Linked DNA regions of Zea mays: all the other regions are linked to region 1. Evidence: chromatin contacts called from public Hi-C data. All regions are on one chromosome and are shown on one strand. The core of a region is the stretch at or near the end of the contact, and the rest is flanking DNA. Distances in the headings are between cores, read along the strand shown.

What was found. A called contact is a pair of places that touch in the nucleus more often than the background predicts.
Region 2: a contact with region 1 is called in a Hi-C map of leaf, with 6 times the contacts expected there. The contact joins two enhancer-like sites. A contact is called at or near these places in 2 of 25 Hi-C or Micro-C datasets (leaf and tassel).
Region 3: a Hi-C map of endosperm shows a contact between it and region 1, with 7 times the contacts expected there. The contact joins two enhancer-like sites. A contact is called at or near these places in 3 of 25 Hi-C or Micro-C datasets (endosperm, leaf and tassel).

The regions. Positions count from the first base shown.
Region 1 is chr3:51,044,713-51,049,452 of Zm-B73-REFERENCE-NAM-5.0, reverse strand. No RefSeq gene overlaps it. Among protein-coding and RNA genes, the nearest start is that of LOC103650072, 4.0 kb to the right of the region's middle. Within about 2 kb of position 3,327, at least 17 of the 20 cell types and tissues checked have an H3K27ac peak or open chromatin away from gene starts, as enhancers often do. A contact at or near this core is called in endosperm, leaf and tassel, where this site is marked.
Region 2 is chr3:50,878,762-50,883,306 of Zm-B73-REFERENCE-NAM-5.0, reverse strand. No RefSeq gene overlaps it. Among protein-coding and RNA genes, the nearest start is that of LOC109944812, 94 kb to the right of the region's middle. Within about 2 kb of position 2,771, at least 9 of the 20 cell types and tissues checked have an H3K27ac peak or open chromatin away from gene starts, as enhancers often do. A contact at or near this core is called in leaf and tassel, where this site is marked.
Region 3 is chr3:50,793,042-50,797,486 of Zm-B73-REFERENCE-NAM-5.0, reverse strand. No RefSeq gene overlaps it. Among protein-coding and RNA genes, the nearest start is that of LOC109944812, 8.1 kb to the right of the region's middle. Within about 2 kb of position 2,511, at least 19 of the 20 cell types and tissues checked have an H3K27ac peak or open chromatin away from gene starts, as enhancers often do. A contact at or near this core is called in endosperm, leaf and tassel, where this site is marked.

The DNA of each region.
Region 1 (4,740 bases), core at 2,078-4,577:
AATAATCAGACACTTCTAGTTGGTTTGAGAGGGACTGTATTAGTTCTCTTCTTTTTCTCCTTTCTATTTCCCATATCATTTTAATGCTTGATTGTTATAGATGTACTCGGTTCCTTAAATTAAAGGAATTTTGGTTCAAAGAACATTCGTTAAGCAGTGGTTCTTTGTTCAATAAACTACATAATACACCAACTGTAAAGTACATAGCTAAATTAGGCAAGCATGGATGTACATACATAGAAGCATAAACATACAATTACATGTACACACATACAGAGTGTATGTCTCGGATTTTTCCCTATGGATAACATAAGAGATTAGTGTCACTATATTTCCTATATACAAACATACCTGGATATATGCACACATATAGATTGTCTGTATCGAGTCTCTAGTATGAATAACATTCAAGATTAATGCCCCTGCATTTTTTATTTTCCCCTATTGTCATGGAAATATGTGTATATAATTATCTATTATATATGCCAATGGATCAGTATATAACTGATCTATGTAAGCATGTATATACGTATATAGTGTACATGGAAAATTGTATATATATATATAACCTATATGTATATTATATACATTGAGGTTTTCCTTCGTGCAATTTAGAATATCTATAGAAGAGTATCCTATGCTTTCTCTGCTAGGTTGAGTGATACTACTTTGCATTAGAACGAAATGGAGAAAATTTATGAGAGCACATTGGAAATGAACAATGGTAGTATTTCAGACAGCCACAAAAAGCGAAGTAAGTATCTTCGTACAATCATAAATAAACATTGCTTTGTTTCAATTCATTTTAATTCCACATGTTCCCATAATTACATAGCTATGTACTATTCTTTTAGCAAAAAAAGAAAAATAAAATAAAAACTTAATGTGCAGTACATAGTCCATTGATACATGTTTCAACAATTAAACTACATATATGAAAGTAACAAAAAAATTAACTCATTGTCTTGTACCCATTCATGTTTTTACCTATCTTTGTTTTAGAATCATCACTATTTCACATATTCTAAAAACACATGAAATTTTGTTAGACACTGTTCTAATAGAACATAACTTTCTAAGATTTACTTTCCAATGGCTAAAATCTCATTTTAGATGCGAATGGAGAAATGAAAATCCTACAAACTGATGTTATTCCGCATCTCTGGTGTTTTTAGCTTCCACTCTTTTTTCATGAATCGTTTACTCCCTCCTACAGTTTAATTAGCATCAAAGTATTTCTCAGTGCTTTCCATTACTTCCTCCTATAACTTCATCATGTTACACAGTTTTGACATCCATATAATTATACACCTAAATCATCTGAATTCAAGTTCTTATGAAAGCACACCTTGGTTTCTTTTCTTTATATAAAGCTACCCGGTTTATCTTACATCAATCCATTTTTTCCCTATTAATGTCAAGACCGACCTACAAACCTCTCCTGCCTCACTCTTCTTTAAGAACAATATTTTCACATACTTGAAACCAGATATGAAATTCTGTTATACATTAGAGACAATATCCAACAGTTCTTATGCACTAACGTACAGGATAATAACCAGGTTTAGATCACCCTAACCCAAAAGATCTATCATCCCCACCAAAAAAATAATGTTTCAAACATGCTTATTCTCTTTCAACAATATGTATTGTAGTCCTTTCTAACATTGCAGACCATATACACGATGAAAAGTAGCAAGCTTCAGATACAACAATCTGGTTTAACCGAGCCTGAAAGCGACGACGAGTAAATCAACGCCATTTTCATGAAGGTGAGACATTATGTACAAATCTTCTTTCTACACAGCTTCTAATCAATAGAAACTGCACATTATTCTTCACTCTCATTTATAACCTTTGCACAACAATGGATTACCTCGCAAACTCTTTAACAACAACTAATCTTTCCTTCTTTTTCCTGTATAGAAAACTGCCTTGCGTATCTGCGACGAACATTGTCACTTATGAAGCGTGGATGCTTTTATGTACATAACCAGGCTGATGAAACTACTTTAGCTTAATATCTGTTTATGTGATACTCATCTCTGCTTTACTACCTATGACGACCATGTCACTTTTGGAGCGCAAATGCTTTTGTGTGCATAAAACAAAGTTGATGAAACACATGTCACATAAGTATATGTGATTGTTGCAGGGGAGGGTTTGCGTGCGTCAAAACTTATTCAATGTCTTCTCATGTGCTAGTTCTGTCATTTCCCACAAGAAGCCTACCATGTTTTCCTAAAATCGACACGCTCGATTGTTGCACTAATAATGCAACACATGTGGATGTCGTATGCTTTATACTGCGTATTCATCATCGATCAAAGTAACGACCACTCCATGCAGCACAACATATACCAAAATAGTGAACCGTTTTGAGATTATCACATATCGTGTGCTTTATACTGCGGCTCGGCTTGGCTCGCTAGCGCAACGAGCTCAAAATAGTGGCTCGGCTCGGCTCAAAATAGTGGCTCGGTTTGGCTCGCTCGAGGCTCGCGAGCCGAGCCGAGCCGAGCCGCTCCGAGCTCGAGCCGGCTCGCGAGCCTCGAGCTTATTTTCCAGCCCTAACCAAAGCCATACCGTTTTGAGATTTTGTAATAATCCAGTTGTTAACAAATTTATTTTTTCTGAGATAGTATATGGTTGTGTTTTTGTTTCTCCCGTGCCCCGAGATGCCGAGACCTCCGCTCGTAACCATGTCTCTCCTGTGTCGCTGGAAGTCGTGGTTGGGGTGGGGGTGACCGTAGCAGTTCTCTTCCTTCGCACAAGGTTTCCGTCGGGCGCGAGCGACGGCAACGGGCGCGGGTCTTCCGTCGGCCCGCCCGAACCACCGTGGCCTTGAGCCTGCCGACCGGTCAGACAAGGGGAGGGGTTTTTAAAAAGGGCGACGCAGATTGCGTGCATGCAGCGCGTGCGTACAGTGAACGGATAAACAAAGCAGGTCGAGGTGGCGTCGAAGCCGCCTGATTTCGAACGTAAGTTTAAGTAGCGGGGTGGTGGTGGGGCCACCAGCGCTCAACTGGCCACGCATCGCTAATGCTTCCGGCATCTGGAGAGAGAGGGTGTTGAGACTTGGGGTGTTGCCACGCCCACGAGCGTACTTTTGCTCCTAATCCTAAACCAGGAGTCCTAATCCATTTGATGTGATTTGATTATATTATACAGTTGATTGATGAGGCCCACCGGCACTGCACGTCGAGGTGGGGGGCCTTTTGCTGCCCCGCGAGGCAAGGAAAGCTACGTGGAAACTAAAGCTGCACACGTCGGACCAATGCAGGCTGGCCCCGGCCCCGGCGTCGTCCTGGCCGCTGGCGACACTGCACAGCCGTGCACCGGCACTGTGGACGCAGGGTGGATGCGGTGAACCGTGCCCGCACTCCTCACACTGGCGTCGTATTTATTACGCCCTCCATCGGTCGGTCCTGTTATTATAAAAAAAAAAGAGACGAGAGATAATTTTTAAGGCAAATTTGTGACAAGGCAAAACGACCTAGGTATCCTGCTAACGAGCAGTGTCAAATAGTGCTGCGTACTGCAGATCGATACAGTACGTAGGTGCTGAACAGTGTTAGGAGATTTTTCCCTCTCTCTGTGATAAATTGTGGATCCTGCAAGATCTTACTTTTTTTCATGAATGGGATGGAAAGTGAGGATTTTTCAAACTTCAGCATTACATGTACAGTTGATTAGTTGAAAGGACGACCTGCAGGACATACATACATATGCCGTTTCAACTAGGTTTCGTAATTAAATGCCCTATATTCATTTTACCCGGTGGAGAAGGGCCGTGAATGATGCAGACAGCAACGCTATAGGTTAATTATTACGTTATAAGAGGATATTTCCTAAAAAAATTACTCCGTAGTCTCTGATTTAGCAAGTTACTAAATATATATTGGAAACAAAAAAATAATAATCTTAGCCTCCAACGGTTTCTGGTTTTTACGTTGTTAAATATATACCTTTATATAATTCACTAGTTTAAATTTTGAAAAAAACTCATCCAACTAAATCGCCCCCACACTTATATCCTTCGCTAAATCCATCAAACAACAAATTGAACAAGACTTAACATATCATCAAAATCAACGATTCAGATAACTCTGTCTCTCCTACTCACTCAAATCCAACAAATAATCTTATTTGGATCATCCCTCAACCCTCCCCTCCCTCCCAACCCCGCGCGACCCTGCCTCCCTCCTCTCTCCGATCCCCCGCATGGCCACATCCCCCTCATTCGCGTCGTCGCCATCGCCGACAACCCCTCCTCTCGTGCCACCGACACCACCGTTGACCCATCTCCTCTCTGGAATTGTAGCGTTAGCATGAACTATATGCTAATATTTTTAAATTATGGTAGCCTGTTTTTTCTAGTTATAACTTGTAGCTTTAAATTTTGTTTTATTTATACAATCATTCTGTATGAATCACGATTTTCTCAAAAAATTTTGGATTGGTCATCTTTAGACTTGTCAAACGAGGATGATAAAATTATCCTTTCCGCAACTCAAATCATTCAAAGTGCATCACTTTCATACATGCATGAACTCGATAGCAGATAACTGATTTCATAGTGTGATTGACACACAAAATGGACTATTAGGAGTGTGAAACAGCTCTCTCTAAGTCTAGGACTAAATAGGAATATTTAATAAGTCGATATATTTGAGGACCTCATTTAAGGAACCATTGGAGGATGTTTTTTTTTAAAATACACTAAATTAAGTTTAGGCG
Region 2 (4,545 bases), core at 1,522-4,021, 170 kb after region 1:
AGCAGTTTTACCTATGGAGATAAGTTTAAATGTTATCAGATTCGCCAAGCAAAATGACTTAATTGTCGGTGATTATTATAATTTGATGATGGACAATATTGATGAAGTGATCGATAAAAAAAGAGTGGCAGCCTTAGGAAAAATAGAAAAGGACAAGATCATGGTCGCCAGAGCCTACAATAAGAAGGTCAAGGCTAAATCATTTCAGGTAGGGGACCTGGTGTGAAAGACCATCATGCCTCTAAGAAACAAAGACCGGAAGTTTGGAAAGTGGTCGCTAAGCTGGGAAGGTCCTTAAAAATTAACAGAGGTGATATATGGTAACGCCTATTTATTGTAAACATTACAAGGCAAAGATTTGTCCAAGGCTTTGAATGGGCGTTTACTCAAGCAGTATAATCCTAGTATGTGGCAAGATGCTTAAGAAAACCGATGTAATCACATCGAGTTAGTTGCTTTTGGTTCGCTCAGCTCCACCAAAAGGCAGGGGGCATATGTTGAGCACCAAATTGAGCGGGCGGATGGTCCGCACTGGTGGTCCGGACGGTCCGCGCGCAGAGCCAATTATGGTTCTGAGTTTCTTGCTATGGTTGTTAGCTAAATTCGCGGAATTAGCCCGGGAGATTGGTTTGTCACGAGTCCAGCCCCCTCCTCTATAAATATAGAGGAATACGGCCGATTAATAATCAACAATCGAATCAAAATCAGTTTATCTCTTGTTTTTACCTTAGGCATTAGAAGTAGTTCTAGTTTAGCTTCACAATCCCCAAATTCTTCGCTTTTCTTCGGCTCTACGTCGATTAGAGATGTCTAGGTCGGCATGCTGACTCTAGACAACACCTAGAATCTCTCCTCTCCGACGGGGTCCCTCCCGGGAGTGAGATTCAGGCGCCGTCGGCGAACTCCGCCGCCCTTGCGCACGCGCGGATCGGACCGTCCGGCCTATAGGCGCGGACCGTCCGACTCGTCAGGCAGGGAACCCTAGCCCTGCTCCAGGTCACGGACCGTCCGTCCCCTTGCCGCGGACTGTCCGCACCTGTGCAGAGAGCACCGCCGCCGATTCTCACGCAGTGATTGGTGTCCGGATCGGCGCCAACACTATCGAGTACATGTTATTCTATGGGTTCTAAACAACGCCTTAAAAAAGAAGACTACATCTAGATCTAGCATATGATAGGTTACATATGCATGGGTCATGTGACGAGGCTTGACGGCTGTGACGGTCAGCCTATAGGACGCATGGAATGATGGAATGGACGACTCAACAACTCATCGCGTGTTCAAACTAAATAAGGCCATCATTCATGTGTTGGCTGCTATATATATATACCGTCTGTGGAATTCTTGGCACATATACATACACTCCACGAAATACCGTCGTTATTGTTGTTCGATTACTACGGGTCTGTTTGGTTGCCTGTATCTGCGCGTGCTTGCATCACAGGATGCGGGTAGCTGCTGTTTGGTTGCTGTGAGCCAGGCTATGCGCGTGCGAGCTCTGTGTTTGGTTGCCTGCATGTAGATTTGGATTCAGGCTCGCACGATCCTTAAAGCACTCTGGGCCAGGCTCACCAGATACGTTTAGATTGGTCGCATCTCTAGAGCCAGGCTCCAGTGATCCTGGCTCACACAGCCAGGTTGGCGAGAGAAACCAACCAAACGTACTAGTACAAGGATGACAAATCGAACCAAGACTCTGTTCAAACTTCAAAGTAAAGTAGCCACCATGCATGCGTAGGCCCTTAGTCCGTTAAGACGATGGATTGTATTATATAGGAAAGGAGTTTATTATTGTTACTGATGCATCATCTGCATCATGACACATACTATACAAGTTAGCTGGAACCAATATTCAATAGAGACCACTTGTAGTACATATATACATATGCATTAACACTTGGTTAATAATGCCAACTTTCTATTTCGTAGCCTGTAGTTTAATTTGTTTTCAGTGTTCTTGATATATTGTAACCCAACCTTCTCTCGTGTAATATTATTTTTATCTATATATTAAAGGAGACAGCTGGCCGGCCTTCATAAACCATAGACTGCTCCAATATAATATATATCTTGCTTAATAACGTATCCATTTTAGAGGAAAACAACATAGGTATATATACATAATAAATGGTTTAGGGGGTGTTTAAATGCACTAAAGATAATAATAGTTAGTTGTCTAAATATATAATTGCTAGTAAAATTAGCTAGCTAACTATTAGCTAATTTGCTAAAAGTAGCTAATAGCTGAACTATTAGCTAGATTGTTTGGATGTCTTCAACTAATTTTAGTTACTAACTATTAGCTCTAGTGCATTCGAACACCACCTTAAACTTGATAAAGAGAATTCTAGAAATAATATAATATAATATAATGGCAGATTTTGTTGTAGGATATCTGACTTCAATGAAATTATCCAATTCAAACCACCAACGTTAAAATACGGCTTGTATCATTATGAAATCGTGCATATTTGTTATAAAACACCGCACTGATTATTTTGTTTATTTCTCATTTTTCATCCTGTTTCTCCTCCGGCGGGCATCTCCCATGGCCAAAACCTCTATTTCTCCAGCCAAGTTGGCCCTACACGCGAAGGTTCTCTCCAACCCCGTCGCGTGCTGCTGCACATCTCCGCTACCGCCGCCACGCCAACCGTAGAGCAACGACAACACCCTTCCCACAATGAAAAAGAGGTGCCGACGAGGGTGACGGTATAGCCCATGGCAAGGACGCATTAGAGGAAGAAGACCCGGCCCCGCGAACGCTGGGAGACCATAGAGGGTCACATGGGGCACGTTTGCGACCTGTGGCCCGACGGCTTTGCAACGTCCGTGTTTGTGTGGCCGGGCTTTTCCGGAGCTTGATTCTGCGCGTCCAAAAGTGACTCTTCTGTCTGGCTCCTAGAAAACGAAGGCAGTCTCCATTTTTTAGAGCTCGGCTGCTCGTGGCGTAAACCAGCTGCGCATGGCTGCTCTTAAGAAACGAAAGTGGTTCTTAGGGTCTGTTTGGTTGGGCTGTGGCTGTGAAAAAAGCTGCTGTGGGCTGTGAGCTGTGAGAAAAGCTGCTGTGGGCTGTGAGCTGTTAAAAAGCTAAAAAGTGTTTGGTGGAAACCACTAAAAGTCGCTAAAAGTTTTTCCATATATATTTTCACAGTTCCATCCAAAAGCCGCTAAAAGCAGGTCTAGAGGTGCTTTCAGTTTTGCACTGCAAGAAAGTCGGCTTTTAGAAAAAGCTGCTTCCTAGATCCAGCCCTTTGGTTTGGCTTTTGGCTTTTAGGAGGTAAAAGCCAAAGCCAAAAGCCAAACCAAACGCACCTTTAGTCTGGCTGCCTACATGTGGCAAACATCGGCTCACTTAGAACATACTTATTTGATACAAGTGCACAAAGAAAATATGTTACAACAATGGGACCGGTTAGCTTCAGCTTGAAACACACGAGCGGGACGAGCCGACCAGATACGTGTCGCAAACATGCCTTGGTGGCGTAGAAGGTGCGGGACCGTTGGATTAATGGGCTTGGCCCAAATTAAGCAATTCAATTAAATTCTAAAAATTATGAAAAGACTATGTATATGAGAGATGGCAAGAGATGGTGGGAACCATAGTACCATATTGCTAGCCCAGATTGAGTGAGACCTGTTTATATGTGGTGACATCCCTCTTCCTTCAAGTCATAGATAAAGGGAGAGAGGATGGAATACCATACACGCGCGCTTGCTTGCCTGGCCTGGCTTGGGCACGGGAGAAGGGCACGAGCGTGAATGTTCTGCCAAAATCTAGCCCCTCGTCTTGTGGGGGCGCGACTTCCTTTTGCTATTTTTTATTTTTATTTTTGATGTGGTTGCTTGGATGTTAAGTTTAGAGTCATTATCCGATCACGACCAGATCGAGACGTGCGTCCTTATCAGATCATGTATAGGTCTTGATGCGAGTCCTTATCTCCAAATCGAGGGACTACATGTAGCTCTATAAGAGCAACTCCAAGAGTCTAGATATAATCTTAACTAAATTTAGAGTTTTATGAGGTCCCTAAAAAATTGACAACCTTCTAAATGGTAGGGTAAACCTATAGACAACCTTATAAATGGTAGGGTAAACCAACAGACTCTCCAAATATTGTCTATCAAGAAAGATGGAGACATTTATGTTGTTCTAGTATGGTTTAGGGTTGATCATTCACCAGCCATTAATTGCTCATGCAGCGGCATCAACCCATGAAGCAAACCCCGCATGCATGGTGCCGTTCACGCGATTGTGGATACGACCATGATGCTCTTGCTGGACAAGGAGCTGGTCAGTCTCAGCGCCCTCATGGTGCTCCCCAGTGCCCAAGCCCAGCTTCGATGGCTCCACGAGTCGGTGCCCCTCGTGCTCCCGCTGCTCTCGTCGTCGGGTGCCGAGAGACAGTAGGATGACGAAGGCGGGGCCGCAGTGCCTAGGCAGCCGCTGAAGAACCTGACACACTTGACGCGGTGGCATTGGCCCTACTCGTGTTCGTCGCCGCCGCCCTGGTGGCCTAGCGTGTCCGCGGCCTTGGGCTTGAC
Region 3 (4,445 bases), core at 1,262-3,761, 250 kb after region 1:
ATGCGTGGCCAACTTCTCCAACATATTTCTATCATGTACCCCCTGGCGGAAGGCCATGATGATAGAAGCATCGGAGATACGAGGTATAGTACCTCGCACCTTGGTGAAGCGGGAGATAAATGTCCGGAGAGTTTCTCCGAGCTCTTGCCTTACTGCGTACAGGTGGGCCTCCACGCCGTGTTGCTGGTAAGCACTAGCGAAGTTCGCAACGAACCGCGCGCAGAGCTCTTCCCAGGAGTAGATTGACCCTGGGGCGAGGTTCATGAGCCAAGTCTGGGCTGGTCCAGACAAGGCGACATGAAAATATGTTGCCATCACAGCGGTGTTTCCACCTCCTGCCGTGATGGCGGTGACGTACACCTGCAGGAACTCCGACGGGTTTGTCGTTCCGTCTTACTTTTCTGGGAGGTGCGGCCAGAACATGGGTGGCCATGACGCCATATCGAGATGATCCGCGAGAGCGGCGCAGCCCACGCCGGCCAAGGGAACACCCGCTTGGGACTGGGTGCCCATTGGTCTCTGTGGTGCTACCGCAGTGAAGTCTTGGTCGAGGTTGTGGCCCTCAATGTTTTGGCGGCGCTCGCGCGCCCTCTCCAAAGAGACCAGGGCGTCCTCTCCCGCACGCCTGCGGTTGAGTTCTGCCCGAAGGTCGTTGGTCTATGTGCCCCTCACTGAGGGTGAGCGCACAGACGCCGACGCCTCATGTTGGCGCCGGGATGACCGTGGCCTCGACCTGGTCGAGGTAGAATGTGCCATGCCGAGCAGTCGGTCGACATCGTCCCACCATGGCTTCATGGCCCCTGATGAGGCCGTGGAGCTTGGAGGGTGTCGCAGCAACTCACTGGCTACTGACAATGCTCCCGGGGTCGCCCTCGACGGAGTCCGGGATGTCTGTGCAGTTGTATGCTGTCGTGCGACATGCACAACAGCAGTGTCTGGCATAGGGCAGTTGGGAACCTGTGGTGTGGAAGAAGCAACTTCTTCCTCCACCACGAAATCCACCGTGCTCAACGATTTACACCATCATGCTGAGTGAGAAAACAAGCAAAATCCTAAAGCCTAGCCCCTACCTGGCGCGCCAAATGTCGGGGAGGAAATCTCCGACCGGGTGGCGGAGTGCACCCGTCCTAAATCCTAAGATGAGGAGGGGCCTAAGAGTTTTGCTTGTTGCGAGATGAAGGAATGAACACAAGAACACGCAAGAGTTTAGAGTGGTTTGGGCCACCGGAGCGTTATACCCTACTCCACTGTGTGTTATATTGCTTGAGAGCTTGAGTTGTCTTGGATGACTTGGGTCTAAGCCTAAAGATTGAGCTTGTGTTGTAACGTCGCATGCCTCCCCTTTTATAGCTAAAGGGGGACATGTACAAGAGTATTGAGCCCCGACATGTGGGCCCAGGAACACGGCGGATGTAGCTACTAATACTTGCTGCTGGAGCGATCTTCTTGCGCCCTGACACCCAAGATCTGTATAGCCTCGGCGTGCAGGGGGAAGCTTCTCGTATAAGGGATGAGTACAGTGCACCGCGCAGCACGGGCACACTGTTCCGGCAACGGACTGGACATGTGCGCCGTCTGCAGGGTGGCCCTGGCGCCGCCTGCCAGTGGAATGGATAGGACGCAATAAATGCCGTGGGGGCACATCGCCTGTCAGAAGGGTGACAGGCGGCGTGTCCTCTCCGCAATAAATGCGAGGGCCGCGCGGCCCAGAGCCCTTACGTCATGCTTCGCTCGCTGGCCTACGTCACAGACAATAAGCCATGTGGCAGCATTAGACCCTCGACCGAGTGGGGAGCGGAGGTGCTCCGGATAGAGTCTGGACACGCGTCAATACCGGACCCATGCCTAGGTCACGACACTTCCTTTCCTGGGACCTTGTCATGGGTGGTCCGGAGCTCACTTGGTAGGGTACGAACCCTATCCAACGGCTCTGGGCTGCTTTACTTCGGGGGTCCGGGTTGTGCGTACAGGGGTCCTGTGTCCTCTGGGCCCGATGGCGTTGTCTCCGATAATGCCACCTCAACCGCTCACGAGATACTCCTGGAGCTGTTCTCCGCGCGGCTAAGGGTAGCCGCACAGACATCGTGTCTTCATACCGTAGCAAGGGGTTGCCCTAATCTAGGGTACCGACAGGTCCTTTAAATTTAGAGAACGCTGGTAGATTCTCTATATATGGAGTTTCTCTCTCCTCTACTCTATCCATTTAATACTTTAAACAATAGATTTAACAAAACTAAAATACGTACAAAACATTTGAGAGTATTATACAAATACGTATGTATAAAAAGTAAAAATAAAATATGTCTCTCTTATAGGTATTTATGTATAAAGTACAAGATATAGTGAATGTTGTTAGAGAGGAAGAAGATATAAAGGAGAGAATCTTTTAGAGGAGGTTGTAAAACTTAGATATAGAGGATGAATATAGAGGAAGTTGATGGAGTCACCAAGTCTGGTCTGGACTGGCAATTGGCATGTAGCCGTTGATTTGCAGGTAGCGGGGGGCACGTGCATGCCCGCGTGGGGACATACGCATTTAAACACGTACTATTGTCTCTGGAGCATCAGACCATTATTGTTATCATATATTATTATTGTTACTATACGTTTCACGTGAAAATGACAGCCGCGCGTGCCACACACACATTGCATCATGATACATCGACGATTCTGTTTATGCATTGCTGGAACGAACCCCGCCGGCCGCCAGGCGCTCCAGCCTCCTCCCGGCCCATTATAATCGATCACTTTCCGATATTATTGTTTCGCAAGTTATATTCAAAAGTCGACGTATGTACCGGCGCATCGGACGGCGCCGAACCCTGTCACGGAATTTGGCTTCAACTCTGCTGGGGACTGGGGTCCTGTTGTCCTGTCCTGTGTCTGTGTGTGCACATCGTTCCCTGCAGGTCGGGTCCGAGTTTTGGCTGGGGAGGCCTTCAATACCGAACATACCGTGCAGGTGCAGGCCTCGTCCTCGTGGGACGCGTGCGTGCAGTGCAGCACCAACCGACCGATGTCCTTGCAACCACCGGACCGGACCCACACATGCACACACGATCTCGGCACACACACATGACACATGCACTACCGGGCCATATATCCTGCACGTACCTTCGTTCCCCGGCCGATCACCGTCGTCGATCGCTTTCCTTGCACGAACAAAAGGCTGGCCGTGTTTGGACTAGAGTGTGCAGTCAGTTGACTGCTGGTAGCTGCTTAATTGAACCAACGTGACGAGAGAGAGGGATCGTGCACTCATGACTCATCGACGATCCACTGATTCTCGTTTGGTACACAGAATACAGGCCAGCCGTGTGTAGTGTAGGTTGATCCATCATCAATAATGCATGGACGTCGCTCTCTAGCTAGCACATGGCCTTAGCTGCTTTTTAAGCTTGCATTGTCCGCTACTCCGGTCCCATGCCTGCCGTGATAATTGACCAAGTATTTTGGATATGTTTGCATCCACTAAAAATTAACAGTTAAAATTAATATTAGTGATATGATTGTTACCCCGTTTGTTCCGAATTATAATCTGTCTAGATTAATAACCCAACATAAATAATGTGGCTAGTAAACAAACAACCAAATTATATGTCTAGATTATATAATCTATACCCCGGATTATGATAGCCTCATAATCTTCTCAAGAGGACATTATTTGAGATTATTTTTAGGCAAAAAAAACCCACTACCCATAATTATGGTGTTAAAATTACACCAATTGACATTCTTCTTTTCTCCTCCCAAATCACACGCAACAAGGGCATAGGCAACCAAACAGCTATGTATAGAATATTATTTCGATAAATTATAATCTGGATTAGATAACTCTAATTATAATCTAGATTATATAATCTATAAGATGAAATAAATTTGTTAATTATTAACCGAAGGACTGCTAAGCACTAGTTCTATTAGAGCAACTCCAAGAAGGAGACCTTTGTTGGAGTTGCCCTTTTTGAAGTTCCTTATAATTTCTATGCACATTTAGGTCACTATCTAACTATCTATTAGGTGAACCTAAACAACCTTCTGCAAGGGATGGAACCTAAACATTCGAATTATAGAATTTGGTGCTAACAGGCCATTAATTATGTTGTTAAGCATATTATGAAAAAAAAATTGTATTTTGATGCATTATTTTGTGTCTACAACGAAAAAGTGAAAAATTATCCAAATCTGTATTCGTATTTGGATTCGAAATATATATCATTTGAGGAGATATATGTCAAATTTAAAGTTTATTTTTATATAAATATTAACAAACTCAATGCTAGCAGATTCTATATCATATTCATTCATAATGAAAGAAAAAAAATTAACATTCGAAATATGTTAGCTCATTTTTAGCGCTAAACATTCCCTCGGATAGATGTGGCCTGGCCCCTGCCTTCCCCACTGGCCATCTCTAACATATCTCGTATCCACATCTTCTATCT